Regions from separate parts of the Mus musculus genome. Here region 1 is linked to region 2. Evidence: chromatin contacts called from public HiChIP or PLAC-seq data. All regions are on one chromosome and are shown on one strand. The core of a region is the stretch at or near the end of the contact, and the rest is flanking DNA. Distances in the headings are between cores, read along the strand shown.

The links. HiChIP or PLAC-seq counts read pairs in DNA pulled down with a chosen protein or histone mark.
Region 1: an H3K27ac HiChIP or PLAC-seq map of extraembryonic endoderm stem cells shows a contact between it and region 2. The contact joins two enhancer-like sites. A contact is called at or near these places in 1 of 39 promoter capture datasets (maxillary cranial neural crest), 7 of 115 datasets of contacts at active chromatin or transcription factors (bone marrow-derived macrophages, embryonic limb bud, embryonic midbrain and 3 more) and 2 of 9 other capture datasets (adipose tissue and pancreatic islet).

What each region holds. Positions count from the first base shown.
Region 1 is chr6:4,936,472-4,941,174 of GRCm38.p6, reverse strand. All of the region lies in intron 2 of Ppp1r9a (protein phosphatase 1, regulatory subunit 9A), which reads right to left. Among named protein-coding and RNA genes, the nearest start is that of Gmfg-ps, 36 kb to the right of the region's middle. Within about 2 kb of position 3,159, at least 34 of the 459 cell types and tissues checked have an H3K27ac peak or open chromatin away from gene starts, as enhancers often do. A contact at or near this core is called in extraembryonic endoderm stem cells, where this site is marked.
Region 2 is chr6:4,730,692-4,735,329 of GRCm38.p6, reverse strand. All of the region lies in intron 1 of Sgce (sarcoglycan, epsilon), which reads left to right. Among named protein-coding and RNA genes, the nearest start is that of Sgce, 14 kb to the left of the region's middle. Within about 2 kb of position 1,974, at least 52 of the 459 cell types and tissues checked have an H3K27ac peak or open chromatin away from gene starts, as enhancers often do. A contact at or near this core is called in extraembryonic endoderm stem cells, where this site is marked.

The DNA of each region.
Region 1 (4,703 bases), core at 1,910-4,409, 200 kb before region 2:
TGCTCTCCCCCACTCTTCACTCCAGCCACAGTACTAGCTTTCGAGATGCAAGAGGGCTGGAGATATGACCAAAGCATACAACACTTGACTAGGATGCTGACAGCTGTGGGCTCCACACACAGCAACGCAAATAACAACGATACCTCCAAGTACAGTGGCCCGCCTGAGGTTCACTCAACTGTTCCACCTCTTTCTTGTACGAGTGAGCGAATGTACAACTTGGTGAGCTTAGAAAACAAAAGCATAGGAAAGATATAAATAAAAAAGAGATTCTTAAACTCCCAGAGAAGTGCTACAGATTGCGTACCATCTGTGCTGATTCTGTTTGTTCCGGTAAGAACAGGACAGAAGACGTGTGTGGCACACACTTGTCATCTTAGCACTTAGAAGGCTGAGACAGGGTGTTGGGAGTTGGAGGCCAACCTGGGCAACACAGTGGGTACCAACCAGAGACATGTAGCAGTATCTGAAGAGGAAGATCGAGGGGAACCCTTACAAAAAGGGGGAACATTTTCTGTTTTATGCATTTCGATTTTAAAGTATGATTTTGCTCTCATGTTTAATGTGTTTATTATTCTCTCTTAATGTTGGGTTTTTTTAAACTATAGTTTATTCCAGTTGTTCTTAAGAAGAACCACACACACACACACACACACACACACACACACACACACACACACTTGGGCCTAAATGTTTTCTCAGTTACACTCTACTTTGGATGGAAAAAAAATCCTATATATGTTTCCTGGGATGGTAATAGTTGAAGAGAGTAAAGAGACATCTTCCCTGGCCCTGTATAAACCTATACACTGGATAGATGTAATAACTGGACAAGCCTAATACACTGCAAGATGTGAGGACCCCCGCACTGTCTGTGCAGTGAGGCAGTGCCTGCAGAGCACGGGAAGCCTAGCTGAGCTACGGCAGTGACTGCAAGTGTGATCCCGGGTAAGCTGAGCCGGGCATCTAACAATTACCATCTACATTCCAGAGCCTATGCAAAGAGTATTGAAGGTTTTCGCTGAAAACAGAGAAGTGAAATAAGCCAATGAGTGTACTGTATTTCTTGTAAAATAAACTGAAGAAATGAGACATACAGAAACACCGAGTGAAAGGAACAGAGCAATATAAAATTGGCGGTCCTCAGCTGGGTTTCCTACTGTTAGAGGAGTGCTGAGGATAATTTCAAGTATGGATTCTCACCTTGGGTGACAGCCCCACACCCTGCCTCCATGACAAACTAAGACTTCTACAGTATTGGTTTCTCATAGGCCTCCAAAGCCAGGGCCTAACCCACCCTCTTCCTCAAGTTCTATATACCCACAGCAGACAAAGAGAACGTGCTGGTATTTAAGTATGTATTTTTATACAGTTTCCCTGTGTTGGAAAAGAATTCCGATTTCCTTCAGCAATGTGATTTCTGAAGACACCAGCAATTCCCAGCCCACCTGCCATTCTCTCCACTGTGTCCTTCCCTTGGGTTTTCCTTCATCTGCCCACTGTGTTCAGCTTCAGCAATATATCTATCAGCCTAAAAGACTTTTCTCTATTTTTTAGTTAAGTTTAAAATCTATGGGTTTACTGTCATGTGTAATTTTAAGTCTTTAAAAACTATCTCTGGTCTCAGCATCATTATTTAGGTTCCAAAACTAATGTAAGCTACCAAGAGGAAAAGTTAATATATTCACAGTAATGAAACAAAACAAGAAACCAGCTTGCACATAAGTATATAAGCAAACATCTTTGTTAGTAAATTACTAGGTTTTCTTTCTTTGCAGGGCTTCATACATGCCAAACTATCACTAAAAAGAACTTAAATTTGTAAACGGTTTGACCAAAATATATTTACATATTTATTGCTTCTTATCATAAACATTGATAGGATACCAGTGTGTCCTTGCTGTCATTTAACAGCAAGAAGGTTCTCTAAGAACCCGGCATGGGAATGAGAGCCTGCCCTGGTGGTTTTGTAGCAATTCCATACTGAACAAAGACAGAGGCCTTCCAGTGAACTGGGCCAACTGCAATGAATCAGAGTTAATCAGTTAAATACGCTCCCTAAAATATGTCCCTCAACCAGCACTAAATGCTCTGTGCTTTTCTGCCTTTCTAGACTTTCAGACTTAATTATCCAGATAACCCTGGCTATATTCACTTGACCTCAAGGGTTCCTGCCTTTTGTACATGTCAAAGAGGCTCACATTCTTTTTTAAGATGGTATAATCGGCCCTTTGTAAGAGGAAAGGGAAGCAGAGAGGTCTAAGTTAAGACTCACATGAGCACACTCAATCCTCCAGGAGAGGAGGGAGCAGCATTTCTGTTTTTACCATCCTTTCCTGTGTGTGTGTATGTTCCCATCTTACGAAATTTAGGCTACACATCATATACTTGTCGCACTAACACGCATACACATATACTCATGTAGGATACACAGCTCCACAGAACTTCAAGAAGACTTTTGTCATTTCAACACTGAAGTTTTCTCACTAAGTGGTTGATCGTGCTACACAGACATCACACAATCACACCAGAATCAGTCAGAGAGTATGCACTGGGAATCCATATCGCAAGCAAGAATCCCCATGATCTACTACACAGATCTCTGAAGCATTGATCCTATTAGAGGAAATTATAAAATTCACCAAAATTCTAGAGCAGTTCTCAGGATCTTCAGAAGCCTCTAAAATATTAATGCCAAACACAAGTATAAATTATTTGGAAAAAAAAAAGGAGAAAATGCAACAAAGTACACACACAGAGAAGAAAGAAAGATGGGAAAATGCCGTTCTTTTTCCTGTTGTTTGTTTGTTCAGGGAGGGAAAGGGCGTGAGCAAGCACAAACACTAAAGTTGAATAGTCAGTGAGGGGCTGAGAGGCCAGCAGAGAGGAAAAGAAAGAGAACTTAAAAAACCAGATAAACTACATAGTCATTTGTATGAACTTCTCAAAGGACTAATAAAAATTATATTTTTAAAATGGCTAAAATACCACTGTAGAGACTGGGGTTTGTACAAATGAAGGAGGAAGAGTCTTAGGTCTCTGGGTGGTGGCTCTGGCTTCAGGAAAGCAGCTCTGGGAACTGAGAAGCAGAAGCAGGCTGATGTGGAGAGTCCCCAATCAAGTGGCAACAATAAAGAATCATCATCTTTTGTTCTCTGAGTTACATTGTTGCTACTGCAGTCAAAAAGGACTTGTCTCATTATAGACCACAGTTCAGGAGCTAGGTACCACCCGGTTTACAAAAATATCTACTGGCCATTGTTAAGACCAATAGTAAGATATGAAAGAGTGAGCGATCAAAGGCCCTGATTGGAGGGGAGAGGAAGCAGAAAAGGCTAGCAATGGAGGGTCAGCAAGACACTGCTGTGGATGGAGAAGACCGTGAGCTTTACAGAGAGAGCCAGAGGGAGAAACCAGAGAGAGAGCCAGAGGGAGAAACGCTGTGTTTTAGAAACAAGCACTCAGTGTACTATGCTTCCTTACAATACAGCCTTTAGTAATTCCGTCCTCTTCTGAGATCTCAACTTTCTAACCTCTGTCCTAAGTTGTCACTGCCTGCCATACACAGACGCATTTATTACTGTCTTTAAATGGCACACTGATGAAGACCCTCTGTTTCTCAAGTGTTACTTGTTAAATGTTCTTTGCCCTGTTTCTATTCCTGTCAGAGTTAACACACTGCCTGGGCCCCAGCGGCCAGTAGGCAGGTGATGCACTGTCATACAGCCCTGCTTGCTTGGGATGTCTCCTTGCAGATCTATAAAGTAGCCCTGAGAGGACAAAAGAAATGATGGGCCTAACCCAAGTTAACTTATTCCAGAAACTATTGCTTTCTACTTTCCCCAAGAACTTACCTCATGAGCTAAGAACCTTCCTACAATTTCTGCAGATCCCAAGTGGCAGAAAACAGAAGATTCTCATGTGAAAACATTAAGCACTCGTTTATAGAAACAAGGTTTTTCTTTAAAAAAAAAAAATCTTTGTTTGCATTCTAATCTGTGAGCCAACAATCTTGAAGGAGAGATTTAGAGAATCTAATAGCACGCAGATATACCCCTCCAGGGAGGTCCCTTATGACCCCTGTCTGTCCCACAATGATGAAACCAGATGTCTAGATGTGAAAATGCCTTAATAAGCAAGCTACTCTAGCTGAGTAAACTTAAAATTTTGAGAAAAATCATTAAAAAAAGTGTAAGAAATACTGAGCATCCCAGGAATGAGTTAAGATGTAGGATCCCACATCACTTAGCTCACGCAGAACCAACACGACAGACTCCACAAAGGTACAAGACGGGCTCGTGTATATTTAACCATGAGCAGGGCAACCCAGGCTGAATGTGAATTCTCACCTAAAGAAACTACCGCAACCTTCTAGGCCGGTAAACACATCCCGAAGCATGGGCTTAAACACTCATTTCAGGTGCTGCTGCTGCTGCTGCTGCTGCTGCTGCTGCTGCTGCTGCTGCTGCTGCTGCTGCCGCCGCCCTGGCACCGTCTTTAACACGGAAAAGCAGTTTCAGACAAAGCTTACAGGAGTGAGTGTGGCTGTTCTCCACCATGCTTTACTTAGAAAAGTAAACACCCTAAACCACTGATCCACCTTGCCTGCCTTTGTCTTTGTAAAAAGTTCTTTATATTTTTAGTGATGTGCAGGTGTTTATGTGTGAGTACACAGATATCCATAGCGGTGGCTGTGGAAGCCA
Region 2 (4,638 bases), core at 725-3,224:
AGGCTGTCATAGAAGGGAAGAGCTATGGAAGATGTGAACTCTACAGACAACTTCAGCAAAGCCTTAGAGTAGAATAATATGTAAAGAAATAAGGGAAGCAGAACCCAGAGAGAAGTGTGATAAGGTTTGATAGTTCATTTGTAAGGTGAGTGTGCTAATCAGATTAAATTTCATTTGGCATATCCTGCTGTTTACTTGGACAGTGATGTCTGAGCAAGTTATTATTTATTATTTCTGTTTCTTGTCATTCTGATTAGCCCATCAGCAATCAGTCACTATTCATAGCTCTTCAATTGCTTGTATTAAAGAGCAACTCCCTCCTCCCCTAGTCTGCAAATTACCCAGGTTGGGAAAGAGCAATATTCTCTCTTCAGAGACTGCTTGCCCCCGACTAGATGAAAACTCTTTATGCTGCTACAAGCCTCCAAATGATTGAGAACATCTTAAGACAAACTTTTAAGCCTTGTACGGTTTCTCGGGAACGGGAGGACAAGCCAGCCACCTTCAGATTCATTCAGCTTTGACTCTTGGAGGGGACGCATTGAAGACTTGGCTATGCTGTGGACATGGAGGGTCCAGCAAATTATGCGAACAGTTTCTTACTGTACGCGCATAACTGCAGGACTCATGGCGCTCTCTGCCTTTGTGTTTTCCCGTTAGAGAAAGCAGCATTGTAGGTGTAATTGTGACAAATGATCAGGAACCGCTTCCTTTAATGATTTCTGAAGACAGTGCGTTGCCTCTGGAGTTCATCCAATAACCTGTCTATAGAGGTTGACATTATTTTACACATTAGATCTAGTCTTGAAAAGTGGTGTGCAGGAAAGGTATTTGAATGATAGTTTTTTAAAAGAATTTTTTTTTCTCACATTGGTCTTCTAATGAAAATAAAGCTACCAAACGTTAGCTCCCCACATCCCCAGCAGAGAGTAACCTTTTTTTTTTCTTTTTTTTGGTCAGTGTGTGGTTTACAGTGTCTCGCCTTCTATAACTCTTGCCTGGTGAACTGAGCCACGGTACTTATCCTTTTATTTAGAGTCGTCGGGCTTCAGTTTTCTGAGGTCAGTCAGCTATTATATGAATTAATATGAACTTGATTAAAGTGAGTGTGCATGGATCAGTGAAGTAGCCCCACGGAAAGGCGCTGTTCCATGAAATCCAAAGACCTGAGTCATGTCCCTAGGACCGATATAAAGTGGAAGGGACTGACTGACTTAATAAACTTTCCTCTGACCCCTCTGTATGGATAACATGACATGCTCAGTCCCCATGCACATATCACACACACACACACACACACACACACACACACACGCACACTTTAAAAGAAAAGCTGGGTTTCCTCTTACATCCAAAAAAAAAAAAAAAAAAAAAAAAAAAGGTCTCCAAGCACTGAGGCCCCTAAGGTACAGAAGCTCCTCTGAGATGTATGCAAGGGTTCTATCCTACGGTAATCCTTGACAATTAGGACACTGGTTAGATTTTTTTAAAAAATGCTATGAAAGAAGCCGGGTGTGGTGGCACACGCCTTTAATCCCAACACTCGGAAGGCAGAGACAGGCGGATTTCTGAGTTCAAGGCCAGCCTGGTCTACAGAGTGAGTTCTAGGACAGCCAGGGCTACACAGAGAAACCCTGTCTCGGGAAAAAAAAAAAGAATTGCTATGAAAGACATCCAGGCTGTCTCTGTAGAGCACCCGGGAAGTATAGAGCTGAAGCGTTTACCAGCCAAGATCCCAAAGTGACTGGCAACGCTTATGCCAGGTTGGTCACCTTCTGAAAAAGAGAGTGCGTGGACGACAATCTCAGACTTAAAGGTATGCACATAAATCCGTCAGACCACTGACTCCTAAAGTACAACCGTGTGATTTTGTATGAACTCTCAACTGTGATTCCTACGTGCAGTACAGTCTGAAGACTAGTTCACTAATGGGGGAAGGGGTCAAGCCAGTGCTATCTGGTTTCTCAGCCCAGGCTTCCCTTGTGATGACTCATCTCGCAGGCAGCAGAGAAGCTCCTGGGCGGCTGCTTGCTGGATTTACTACCTTGGGCCTTAAGATTAAGCCTCTGTAATCTTCAAACACATTGATAGATTCACCTGGGTTTGTAAGGATTGGGAGAAACAATATGTGAAAGCTCTTTGCTGGAGTCTGCCAGTAAAATCTAAATGCTGCTGCCCATGCTGGAAAGGAAAGTAGCTTTTGTCATCTGCTTCCCGAGCGATTCTGTTAGGGTGGGCTTCTCTATCCCCCGTCAGCCCAGCGGTGACTCACATGTCCTGATTGTTCCATGAGATTACCTGGAAGTAAGAAGGCAGGGGTTTCCAGTGCTGGGTCCCTCCTGTTTTGCTGCATCCTAAGCAATCGGACTACTCTCTCCTACCCCTTTGGATTTGTCAGTCTTGGGGACTTCATAATTATTTATGAGAACCACATGTTGAAGTAGTGTAGCCCATCTGCCTGGACTTTCTTTTATAGAGTCATGGATATGTGTGGTGTGTCTATTTGTTATAAACCTTTTGGCGCCCATGGGCACTTATTCTGAAGGGGCTGCCTAGGTGCGTAAGCAGCCCTGTTGCCTTTCAAATCAATAATGAAGAGTCTCCTGGAGGGGAGCCGTCTGGGACATAAGGCATTCTTAGTGTTTTGGATTTTGTTTTAAATTTAAGTTATTGGGAACACCTACCATTTGTTTCATCTAGTTTTAGAAATTCATAATTTCATAAGGTCATAACACAACTCAACCACTGATTAGGAAAATCACTCGTAAGACTGGTCATTTAGTAGATAAAGCTGGTTTGCTTAAATCCACAGAGTTTAAAACTGATGCCAGCCGAGTAGTTTGTTAGAGGCCTTCACTTGTACTTCCCATAAGACTTTGCTTGTTTCATTGTTGCTTCTTTTTCTTTTTTTAATGGCCTAGGTTTCTGTGGGTTTTGTTTGTTTGTTTTGAAGCAGGGACGCTTCGTTGATCCCCTTCTCCAGCCTCCTTCACCAGCACACGCAGGGATCAAAGGCATGAGCTACCACACCCAGCTAGAACCTAGATTTTGAATCGCTTTTTTTTTTAATATGGGGAACTTAGTATTTTCATAATTTAGTTTGTTAAATATTTTGCTGAAGAGTTAATGTGAAAAGAAAATCCGTACATAATTCCTGGCATGATGGAGACACAAGCGTTGTTAGACTCCACAGGACGCTTCTCTTTCCCTTACTTTCTCATTCAGGACGTATTTTCTTTATTCATATCCTCTATTTCTGGCCCTATATGTTCTACTTTTCTTGGATTTGTGTCTCGTTTTCTTTATCTTTGCTCTCTTGTTCTCTCCCCGTATCTTTCCTAGAACCTGTGGATAGAACCCCCTGTTGGAGGACCCTCCCTTTCCTCACCCTGCCCCCGGCCCCCGGTCGCTGCCTTTGCTTCCTTGTCCTGGCTGATCTCATCTCCCTGGCAGCTTCTGCATCTTGACCTTTGCCATTTGGCTCTTCCCTTCCCCAGTCTCTTAGAACTCTGTTTTCAAGGAGTCTGCACGTAAATTTTCTGCTTTTGAAAGCTAGGAGTCCTTGATCTCGCTCTCATCCTCTGGTCATTTTATAGCAAGGGATCATACCCTCTTCCTTGACATCTCCCTTCATCGGAGGATGTGGCATTTCTGACTCGGTTGTCCAACCTGTGACTGCCCCTGTCTTTTCTTGGTTGAGATGTTCTCTGATTTTGCAATTTAAGTATGTGTATTAATACATTCTATATTTATTATCCCTGCTGATTTATGCATCCTTTCTTATTCCTTATTTTATGGGTATGCACGAACTCTTGGGTTTATGTATGTGCACCATCTATATTTGGGTGCCTGAGGAGACCAGAAGGGATCAGATTCCCTGACCGTATATGTCACAATCTACATGAGTTGGGTACTAAGAGCCAAACCAGTGTCTTTTTAAAGAGCAACGTGTGCTCTTAAGCATGTGTCATGTCTCCCAGCCTCTTATGTGTTCTTTCTTAAATGTGTTTCAGGCTTAGAAGAAAGGACAGATGTATGGGGTAAGCACTAGGGGATTTGGAGCTGTGCTGAACCCAGAGTGGGACTTCTCTGAGGGAGAGTAGAGAACCAATGTCAGAAAAATGGAGGCAAAATCCATGAGCTCTGAAGGGTAAGGGCGGAGAGAGGAGCAGTTTGGATGAAGAGAAACAGATCAAGCAGATGGGGTCCATGCTCCAGACCACCACATATTTTAGGGTCTCTAATGTGTTCCCTGAGGGCACACTGTTGTCAGCACTGGAACTTTGGCTTCTCTTGTCAGTTCTGTAAGAGAAATGACTTCAAATCTGTCCCTGAAACCCCTTTATATTTGTTTATAACTGGACCTGGAACCCTGTCTTCTTAGGTGGGTTCACCTGCATGTCCATTTGGGACCCTAAATTTCACATATCCCAAACTTGAGTCTCCTCTCTCTTCTGAAGTTGACCTGTCTTCTGGGCTTACTATCTCTGGCCAGTATCATTCTAGATCAAACCCTCAAAGCCATCTTGGGCTCTCCTTTATCTCTGCACTCTGAGGTTTGAGAAATAGTCAGCATTATCTCCTTTGTGTCTTGCACCTGGCGCCTCCGTGTCGCCCCTTTACCTTTGAGCTGGCGGT